Regions from separate parts of the Triticum aestivum genome. Here region 1 is linked to region 2. Evidence: chromatin contacts called from public Hi-C data. All regions are on one chromosome and are shown on one strand. Each heading gives the region's core, a stretch centred on a gene start, on an enhancer-like site or on the middle of the called end of the contact. The rest is flanking DNA. Distances are from core to core; before and after follow the strand shown.

The links. A called contact is a pair of places that touch in the nucleus more often than the background predicts.
Region 1: a Hi-C map of leaf shows a contact between it and region 2, with 3 times the contacts expected there. The contact joins the enhancer-like site here to the promoter of LOC123090825 in region 2. A contact is called at or near these places in 2 of 5 Hi-C or Micro-C datasets (both in leaf) and 1 of 1 datasets of contacts at active chromatin or transcription factors (leaf).

The regions. Positions count from the first base shown.
Region 1 is chr4B:34,258,004-34,263,359 of IWGSC CS RefSeq v2.1, reverse strand. It overlaps LOC123090826 (outer envelope protein 64, chloroplastic), which reads left to right. Exons shown (of 14, transcript XM_044512169.1): 9 at 243-443; 10 at 1,092-1,219; 11 at 1,375-1,426; 12 at 1,721-1,790; 13 at 1,874-1,952; 14 at 2,044-2,313. The coding sequence ends at 2,050. Among protein-coding and RNA genes, the nearest start is that of LOC123090826, 12 kb to the left of the region's middle. Within about 2 kb of position 3,384, at least 6 of the 8 cell types and tissues checked have an H3K27ac peak or open chromatin away from gene starts, as enhancers often do. A contact at or near this core is called in leaf, where this site is marked.
Region 2 is chr4B:33,610,585-33,616,350 of IWGSC CS RefSeq v2.1, reverse strand. LOC123090825 (DELLA protein RHT-1-like) reads right to left here and starts at 1,993. Exons shown (of 1, transcript XM_044512168.1): 1 at 1-1,993. The coding sequence starts at 1,802.

The sequences.
Region 1 (5,356 bases), core at 2,135-4,634, 650 kb before region 2:
CTGAGATTTTACTTCTGATTTTTGTGGAGAAGCAAATTATCCTGTCCATGGGCTATGAATTTTAGTGGTTATTCCCACGATCTATCCATCATGTGTGAAGGTTGTAGATATATTGATCATATTTGTAAATGTTGGTGAGGGTATGAATTTACCCATGGGTTTAGCTACAATGCATGGATTTTCATTCCTAATAAGCCTTTACTGCCCTTTTATCGATTCAACAATATTGATGCCCTTTTCAGGTTACTGTTCCCATCGGTACACATGACAAGTGTCCTATTTCGGTTTCCTTCATTGCGAGGCATGGTGGTGATCGCTTTTTGCTGGACACCACTCAAGCCATATATGCCACCATCCAAGAGCAAGTTGAGATCCTAGCAAAATCTAATCCCTCAAGTAAAGAGGCGATGAGTGAAGAAGCTGCTGAAGCTGCTAAAGAGAAAGTCAGTTCCTATCTTATTATTATGGTCATCTACGAGTAGCTTTTGTTTTTCGAACTTTTGCTTAAAGAACCACAGCCATGAGTTAGTAAAGGATTGGAGTATCACCAAAGAGCTAGCTATGGACAGGGGTGTGTGGAAGCTTGCTATCCATGTGCCCGAGCCATGAGTTGGTTGCGAGATCTTATGGGTTTCACCTCTAGCCTACCCCAACTTGTTTGGGACTAAAGGCTTTGTTGTTGTTGTTGTTGTTGTTGCTTAAAGAACCACAGCCACTGCTTTTTCCTAGTATTATCTTACAGTAGTACGGTACCATACTATGCCAATGCGACAGTAGTTCACTACTTGGAAGAAAGAACTGATAAGTGTTACATCTTAGCGTTTGACAAATTGAGTTGCACTTTATGGGTGTTACATCTTAGCGTTTGACAAATTGAGTTGCACTTTATGGGTGTTACATCTTAGCGTTTGACAAATTGAGTTGCACTTTATGGGTGTTACATTCTAGTACTTGATAGATTGGAAGTGCTAGTCTCTGCATCAATGGACTTGCTCTGTATATGGACGCGCACAAACAGGATTGTGAGTGTTTATTATATTGTCTTCTTTGTTCTTACTTGGGGTTCTTTTCTATCACTTGCTACTTGACAGGGTAACAGTGCATTTAAGGAGAAGCAATGGCAAAAGGCAATAAATTTATATACTGAAGCAATCAAATTAAATGGCAAAGTAGCCACATACTACAGTAACAGGGCTGCGGCTTTTCTCGAACTAGCTAAGTACGATCTTTTCCCCCCTTGTAATTTTGTCTCCAATTTATCGTAGAACTAGCTGGCATGTATGATTGTTTGCCATTTATCTTTGAAGAGCTTGGATGCACAAGTGTTTATTTGGCACTTTGGTTACTCATGATTATTTGTTTTGGACCTTTCAGTTATCGCCAAGCTGAGACAGATTGCACTAGCGCCATCGATATTGATCCAAAGGTTAATATCTGCTTTCTTAGTTTCAACTTTCGACTTTGAAACATGATATGACATATACCTTCACGTTTACATATTATTCTACTTTATAAATGTAAGTGTAGGCAATGAGATAGAAATGTACTTCCTCCGTCCCAAAATAAGTGTCTTAACTTTGTACTAACTTTAGTACAAAGTTGAACTAAGCTTGAGACACTTATTTTGGGACGGAGGGAGTATGTTCTAAATCTGTTGCGACTGTGATGGTTTGTGAGTTTTTGCATGATTGGTTGAGTTGTTATTTATGTAACGTTTCAGATTGTCAAAGCTTACTTGCGAAGAGGCACGGCAAGAGAGATGCTTGGATACTATAAGGAGGCTGTCGATGGTCTGTCTTTCATTTCCCTTTGCTTGATACTCAAGTTATCTGGATTTAAAACTAATTGTTTACTTGTCGACTGTGTCTTGCAGATTTTAGCCATGCCCTTGTTCTAGAGCCAATGAACAAGACGGCTGGTGTAGCTATTAATAGATTAAAGAAGCTATTCCCGTAAGTGCCAAGCCCATGGAATTATTTCTTTCTGAAAATATGGCTGCTGATTTTGTGCACAAACAACTGTGTCTTGGGGATGGAATGGAAGTGCCTGAGCGCCATGGATCTGTGATGCGGCATATGCTCTTTGCGCTTCGCAAGGGTATTGAATCGTCATTGCTGGTGGCAACGGGGTTGTCATTCGTGGAGTCATTTTGCATGTTCTCCCCCAAGTTTTGATAAAGCAAAGTAAAAAAAGCATAGGTTTGGAGAGTCGATCATAGCAGCAATGTCCCCTCAGATGTGATCTACCAATGCGCTCCCGTCATGTATAATATCGATTTTGACAATTATTTGTTGAAACAGCTTGATTTTGCCAGTAAAGTGCTCCGCAATGCCGCATGCATCCTTTTGCTATTCTGATGCGGCTTTCAGGGGAAACGGCAGCTTCAGGTGAAGTCTCACCGAGGCTGTTGGGCAACAACCCTTTTTGCTTACATGTTGCCCTCACTGAATTTAGACGACATTTCAACCTTCCCTTTAGGTTTGGTTGTTTGGTTGTCCCTCTCACTGAATTTTCATGTATTGGAAGGCGTCTGCGTCAGTGATGTGTGCCTAATATGATGGTGTGGATTGCTCACCGCCGGACCTTATTGTGCATGGACATGCAAGATGCAACTATGCAAGTGGGTCTGAGGCGAATTCCTGTTCTAATAATTGGGCGTCGCGTTCACTGGCGAAGTTGGGCTTAGTCTGTTGGGTCATTTTTGTATCAAGTACAGGAGGTGAGCCTTAGGTCATTGACTCGTTTGTTACAGAATAGCAATCAAGTGACCTGGCAGGGAAAGGAAAGCTGGCATCTTAGGTGTCTGCCCCCAGATGTCTCAGTGCATGATGATTCCCAGCCATTCAGGTGCCGTCACCGGTTAAGGAATGATCGTATCAGGCCAACCAATATCGATACCAGTTCACACACGCTCCGAGTAGCAATAATAAACGGTAAAGAGGACAGCTTGATCTTGTGCTTCGACTGGTACGGACACACGCGGCAAGGTGCGGCGCCGGCGCCGGCGCCAAAGCTATCTCCAACTTGCTTCTTTCCGGAAGAGAAAAGATGTTATCACTGGAGGACGTTACAAAAAGAAAAGCATCCCCAACTGCATCTATCCACGGAGGGGAAGAGCTCTCCTTTTCCATCGCCCCTTGCACGAGCGGGTCATTCAGTCAGTCAGTCAGGGATAGAAAAAAGTAGAGAGAGAGGCGCCGGAGCCGCAAAGTTACGGCGCGCACGCACGCTTTCCCTCGCGCGTTTCGGCCTCGGTCGGATCAAAGAACGAGCGAGCGAACGAACGAACGGCATGATCGATCGCGTAGGGCCCATGGGGGCGGCATGTGTGGTGGTTAGGTACGGCCCTTTTCCCGACGCGCTACCCTTTTTTTATCTGTTCGGCCGATTGATGCTCATGCTCATGATCGGGACCATGCGTGAACAGAACTGCGCCGTGACCACAACACAGTTCAGACCTTATCGGAGCCGCCGAGAGGTTACGAGACGGGGAGAGAATGAGTAGGGCGTGACCACGTACGCGCCGCTGCCGCGGACCGCCCAGCGACTCGTGGCGATCATGCGAGACTGATGAACCTACGAATTTAGCCCCCATCCGCCCGTTTTCAAGGAACTAGTACTGCATAAAATCCCGGTACGTGCAACAACCTTGAACGAGACCCTGCCCTACCAATATATATTTTCTTTTCAAGGAACCAGCAGACTCTCTAAAAGCATCTCCAAAAGATGATCCAAATTTTGACGGTCCAAAACCGGAGATGTAAATTTTGGACCGTCAAAAAATACGTTTTGGAGCTTCGAAAAAGGCCAACTCCAACAGATGGTCCAAATTCATGGTCCAAAAAAGCAACTCCAATAGATGGTCCAAATGCATGGTCCAAAACCGGCCAACAGCCGCCCGGCTGCTGTTCATCCGCTGTCCAGCCGCAGATATTTGAAAATAACATAAAAAAAATCATATCCACAATATCAAATTATTGCATAGTTCTTCAGATCCAGGAGATGCAATGCAACACAAATATAACATAGTTTTGCACAATACAACATAGTTTTGAACAAACAAATAATAAATCTATGCGGATCTTTCGCCATGCCATTTCCAATGCTCTTCCATCAAATCTTTCTGGAGTTGGTCATGCACATCGCTGTCTCTAATCTCGCTGTACACCTTCATGAAACGTTTGATGCGCTGTTCTTTTCGCATGGGGTTAATAGGAATGCCCATCAAGTGATAGAAGTTGCAATGTAAATGTTTTCCATGCTCGTTCTCAATGATTATGTTATGCATGATCACGCAAGCGGTCATGATGTACCAAAGGATCTTTTGATCCCGAAATCTAGATGGTCCTCGCACAATAGCAAATTGGGATTGCAAAATCCCAAATGCCCTCTCAACATCTTTTCTAGCCGCCGCTTGTGCATTATGAAAGACAGGTTCTTTCTTACCTTCAGATTTTGCAACCGGCTTGACGAATGTACTCCACCTCGGGTAGATCCCATCTGCAAGATAGTACCCATAGTTGTAGGTGCGGCCATTTGCTTCGAAGGTCACCGGTGGTGCTTCTCCATTTGCTAAGTTGGCAAAGAGAGGTGACCGGTCGAGCACGTTAATGTCGTTGCAAGAACCGGGCATACCAAAATATGCATGCCAAATCCATGTTTCATAATCAGCAACTGCCTCAAGAATGCAAGTGGCATCCTTCCCACGACCCTTGAATTTTCCATGCCATGCTTTTGGACAGTTCTTCTATTTCCAATGCATGCAATCCACAGACCCGAGCATACCTGGAAACCATCGAGCTTTGTTCATCTCCAAAAGCCTCTGAGTGTCCTGAGCATCGGGTGCTCTCAAATACTGTGGACCGAACACTTCTACCATAGTTATTGCAAATTGCTTGACATAGAAGATAAAAGTGCTCTCTGCCATCGCCAAGTTATCATCAATGTAATCTGCCGGAACACCATATGCCATGATGCGCAAAGCGGCAGTGACCTTCTGCTCAATGCTATGGCCAAGCAACCCGGCACAGTTCCTTCTATGCTCAAACACTGGGTTATGCTGCTTCACTTCATTGCAAATGCGAAAGAACAAGTCTTTCGACATTCTGAAACGGCGTCGAAAGTAATTCTCCGGAAAAACAGGTGACGATGCAAAGTAGTTGCGCACCAACCGTTTGAGCGCATCAATCCGTTCTCTCCGAATGAACGCACGACCATAAACGGAACCACCGTGCTTCGGTTTCTTCCTCTTGTGCATGGCCACTAGCATAGCAATCTCCTCTTCTTCATGCAAATCAAATTCCTCGTCCGACGATGAATCATCCACGAAAGAGGAGTCAACCGAGCTCATCTACAA
Region 2 (5,766 bases), core at 744-3,243:
AGGCAGCCCTCCTTCTCCTCCACCTTGTACCCGTCGCCGCCTGCGAAGAGCGCCAGCAGCGTGCTCGCCTGCTTGTAGGCATTGGAGCCCAGGTGGACGGTCTCGAACCCGGCGTTGCCGAGGCGGTTCCGCCACTGCCCCAGGGTCTCGTGCCGCTCTGTGCGCTCCGCCCCCTCGCAGGCCACCACGTTGCAGATCTGCCGGCCGAGGTACACCTCGGACATGACCTGGTCCGTGCCGGCGGCGGCAGGAGCAGCAGCCGCCCCAGATGAGACTTCGGATGGGCCGCCGGAGCTGCCGCCCTCCAGAGAATCGAACATGGTGGAGTAGTAGTGCAGGGACTCGGTGAAGCGGTCCAGGAATGTGCCGGAGTTGTGGTTCGCCTCCTGCTCCACCACGGTGACGATCCTCGGCCGCACGGCGCGCACGGTGCCCAGGACCTTCTCCAGGGCGCCGGGCTGCGCGAGCAGCCGGTGCATCTCGAAGACCGAGTTGACGGCGATTACCTCGGGCTCCTCGTTCGGGTCCTCCTCGCCCTCCGGCTGCAGCATGAACGGCTCCAGGTCCGCGAGCGTGGCGGCGACGAGGCCGCGGTACTGGAAGTCGACGCGGATGGTGTGCGCGAACTGGGCGAGCTTCCAGCCCACCTGCTGCAAGGCGTCGGTCTCGTCCGGCTGCGGGGGGCCGACGCCGGTGAGGCGGAACGAGGGAGGGCCGCCGGGACGGAGCGCCAGGGCCTGGAGAAGGGCGGGCCACTGCATCCCCTGCTTGATGCCGAAGTCGACGACGTGCACGCGGCGGCAGCCGGCGAACGCCTCCAGGATGGCCTGGTTGGCGGTGAAGTGGGCGAACTTGAGGTAGGGGCAGGACTCGTAGAAGTGCGCGTGGAGGAGGTCGGCGAAGGCGGCGTCGAGGAGGGAGCTGTCCGGCTGCGGGCGGAAGCGGAAGACGCGGCGGGCGAGGGCCTCGCCGAAGTAGGCGGCGACCTTGCGCATGGCGCCGCCCTGGGACGCGGCCAGCAAGGGTATCTGCTTCACCAGCGCCTCCGCGGCAGAGAAGTTCTCCTGCTGCACGGCCTCTGCGCACGCCAGCAGCGCGTGCACCAGCCGAATCCCGGCCTCCTGCGTGTCGACCACGACGACCGGCAGCGCGGGCGCACCGGCCGCGGCGGCCACCGGCGGGGCAGCCTCCACCACAGAGCTCCTGGCGCCGCCACCGCCGAGAGAGGACGATGAGGATGACGACGAGGTGCTGCTGCCGCCAGTGCGCATCCGCTTGGGATCCCGCACGACGGAGTCGGCGGAGAGGTCGGCCGGCGCGACGGCCGGGGACGGGATCGGCCGCAGCGCGTAGGTGCTGCAGGAGGAGTCGACGGAGGGCGGGAGATCGAAGTACCCGCCGCCGGTGACGGTGGAGGAGGTGGAGGCGTTGAGCTGCGGGGCGGGCGGGAGGGGCGGCGGCGGCGCGTTGAGCTCCGACAGCATGCTCTCGACCCAGGAGGAGAGGTCGGTGGGGTTGTAGTGCACGGTGTCCGTGGCGAGGTGGGTGGCGAAGCTGTCGTCGGGCGCGGCGCCGGCGCCCACGCCGCCCATCCCCATGGCCATCTCCAGCTGCTCCAGCTTCTGCGCCACGTCCGCCATGTCGGACGCCCGCACCTTGTACCCGAGCGCCGCCAGCAGCTCGTCCACCTCCTCCCCCTCCCCCGCCGCCGCCGACCCCGACACCATCATCTTGTCCTCGGACGAGCCCATGCCTCCCCCGCCACCGCCGCTCCCTCCGGCGTCCTGGTACTCGCGCTTCATGATCTCGCCTCTCGCCTCCCTACCTCGCCTCTCTATCTATCTCAAGCTTTTGCTTGCCTCGATTCCGGCTCTGGGGCGGGCCGGGATTTGGATCCAGGGTCGGGGGAGAGGAGGAAGGAGGAGGAGACGGGGATGGTTGGGGTGGGGAGGGAGGAGAGCGAGCAGAGCAGCGAGGGAGCGGCAGCGTAGTAGTTGTAGACGGCATCGGGCGATGGATGGGAGGGGGGGGAAGGCATCTGGGCGGGGCACAGTGGTGGGTCGCTGGCGGGCGGGGCCCGGGCCAACACGCGCACAGCGTTGGATCGATGGACGGATTCGTCGCGCGCGTCTTTATCACCAGACAAACTTCGCCATCCAGTTACAAATCCTGAGCCCACCACCCCAGAAATCCCCGCAAATTAGAGAAAAAAAACGCTGCGGGTGATGGGGCTCTCTGCTGCGTCAGACTCCCTCTCCCTCTCCCTCTCCGTGCGCTGCGGCCGTGTGGCCCTCCCTGTGGCTTATGGCAAAATGGATTCCAAGACTTGGGATTCTTTTCCGTGCTGGTCGTTTAGTTTGTAGGATTGAATCCAGCACGAATATTTACCAAGGATATAACAACCAACATTTCAAGTACTTGCGTGATTTTGCCTCACGTGACACGTATACATAGCTAATGCGACACACGGTTCTGATACAGGGCAAGCCATAGGGCGGCCGATCTTCATGATTGGAGGTGGATTCGAGTAAGAGCACGACGAACATAAGGGGGGAACCGGTGGGAATCACAAGAGGTAATCTCATGTCAGCAATGTTCACCATCAATATCCACTCATAACTCAAGTCAATACAAAAGAAGCTCTAGATCCAACAAGCAAAGAAGAGAAAGCAAAAAACATGAGGACCCACTTGAGCTGGCGGTGGGTACATGATAATGACCGTGGGATGCTCCTCGTCGCGTTAGCTATGTGATTCATCTTGGAGAATGGCTATTATTTTGTCATTGATCATACCTTGTTATATACGCGCTATGTCATTCCAATCTGTTGGAGACTGCTTTCACATGCATATCATTGATCAATGTAATCGGAGCTCTTACGTTTTTCCTCTCACAAATGTATTCTATTTGGAGGAAAAATTATCATCCACTCAAGTCTTTTAGATCATGTACTTATGCCACACATGTCATTAAAAATGACACGCTATCTCTTGGTGTTACATATAACTATTAATGCTTGCATGCTCCTAGATATGTGGGATGATTAAAATTAACAATGAAAATATATAGCTAAATATGACAACTACTACTATGGCATATATAATTGTCTTATCTTCTCCACTAATACTGATCGATCTAAGCAGATCGTCAGTGTGTTTGCTGTACACATTTGTCAAAAGCCACAGGTCGGCACACTGGACCCGGCGGTGCAGAAAACGGAGCAGGGATGGGCTATACCGGATTGGACCCCGACTCCCACTTTATTTTTGTTTATCCTTGCTAGAAAAATCCTTATTTCTGTTTATTTATTCTTCTGGCGCGCATTATCATTTTCCACCCCGCGCGCGTACTACAGTTGCCGTGGGCCACCAGACTTTCTTTCAGAGACGGCTGAGCTGCCGTGGGCCACGGACGGTCGCCGCGGGCGGATCCGACGCAGGCCTCACGATTCGTGCAGCCGATCCTGGTAGGTTCACGAGGCCTAGCAAACCTTATCGCGGAGGCAGCGCCATGTGCTTCTTCCTGTGGGGGTCACCGCGGGGATACCACGGGTCTTCGTGGACCAGAGCTGCTGCACCGGTGGGGCCCCCGATCGGTCCACGGTGCACCGCCCGCGCCGATAATTTCCGTCGTACAGCCACAACAGAAGAAGTGTGGAGGGGGTAGTGAAAATTGTTCGAGATCGGTGGTGCGCCCTGTGCGTGACTGTACGAGCGCACGGACCGGGTAATCGCGACGCCCACCCGCCCGCTCGTGTGGTACGCGCGGCGCGACCAAGTCGTGCCGGCTCATGCATATCCGCTTGAGTGACTGAGTACGTTGGATACTTTGGTGATGCGAGCCGATCCTCCTTTTGGAGGAATTAGCCCTATATATAATCAATGGACCAAATCGGTGGACCTTGAGGTCATCTTCATACGTATGTGCAGTTCGAATTCGGCTACAAACAACAAAGGAAATAAATAAGTTGATGCATTTTTCTTGGACACGTTTGCTATTGGTAAGTGGCCTTAGAGTCGTTGTAAGTCATTTGTTCTCGAAGAAGAAAGGGAGGTTGTTGAGTATATGTGTTGTGCATATCTGTATATTGGACCCACCTTCTAGTTCCTTGTATAGTTGAGGTCGTGGTCCACCTTTTCATATATACGTGTGTTTGCACCTGAGGAATACAACGTGTATTTCCCACATCACACATGGTATAAGTTTTCCGGTTCTAACCCTAGTCTTCCGTCGCCGTCGCTGCCGCCGCCGCTGCCAGCGCGTCTCCCGCGCCAGCCGCCGCTCGTCCCTCCCTCGCCCGCTCGCTAGCCCGCCGCTCGCTCGCCTCGCAACCTCCAACTCGCTAGCGCGCTGCATCGCCAGTCCGCCGCTCGCACGCCCGCCAGCCAACTCGCTAGCGCGCTGCATCGCGCCGATCGATCGCATCGCCAGCCTACCTCTCCGCTAATCCAGTGCATCATCGACAGACCAAGCATATTGAGCTGGATATTCATTTTGTTCGGGAACAGGTGGCCCTTGGCCATATTCATGTTTCACACGTCCCTATTTCCCAACAATTTGCAGATATCATGACCAAGGGCTTGCCTACGGCGTAGTTTGAGGAGTTCCGGTCCAGTCTTTGCGTCAGCACGGTGCCGCTTCGACTGAGCGGGGGGTGGGGGGGTGGGGGGGGAGGGGTGTTGAGTATGTGTGTTGTGCATATCCGTGTATTGGACCCACCTCCTAGTTCCTTGTATAGTCGAGGTCGTGGTCCACCTCTTGTACATCGTATATACATGCGTTTGCATTTGAGGAATACAACGTGTAATTCCCACATCATATAGAGATAAGGCGAAGATACAAGGTCAAGTCAGGAGCGGCCCATAGTCAGGGCCAATGCGGCAAGATGTAGGGTAGCTAGAGATTGATGGTTCGGGGTGCGAAGTGGACTACCGACGCCCGTCGAAGAAGAGTGGCGGGGGTTTAGAAGGATGCTCCGGCGAGGGAGGAGCCATGACAGCGACGCGCCTTCGACTCGCTTCAATGTTTGTGTTCCTCGCAACGTTATCCACGGACCTAGATGTGATTTTTTTACTTCTATTTTTTTATACTACCTTAACCGTTGATGAATGGACTGGAAGTTTTTACGCAAAAAATAAAAATAAAAAGCATGTCCAATGCGGGGCACTGGCCAAGGGCGCCCGATCAATTTCCTGGTCGACAAGCAGTTAGGCCGTCGAATCCTGGCGCCGGGAGCAGCGTCGAGTCAAGAAGAGGAACCGGGTGCTTGGGCTTTTCTTCACCACGCAAGATAAGACAAGTAGCGCAGAAGCCAGTTTTCTATAACTAGCGTCTAGCGTTGAAACAGTTTATTTTCTCTTCCTTCGTTCAGAATTAGTTGACACTTAAACGTTTGTATCTAGACATTTTTTATATTCGTTTGAGCGTCAGCTACTTCCGGATCGGATAAGCGCCTTTAGAAGCGAGATCCGCGTTGAAGATGGACTTGTTTCTTAAGAGATGCCGTTCCATGTTGTAGTTTGTAATCGTAGTCATCAATCGGCTGCTTAGCGTAGTGTACGGGCGCAGATATGAGTTTGTTCGTAGCGGCAACTTTTTCGCATCACTTAATTAAACGAGCGGCCAAGGTGCAACCGTGCAAGCAGCGCAGTGCACGTAGCGGCTCCCATGCCAGGCGGAGGACCCCCACGGAGGGAGTAGGCCTACCTCCCCCGGGCCGGCCGTACGGAGGCACGGGGGGCAGGGGGCACGCACGAGGCCCTGACA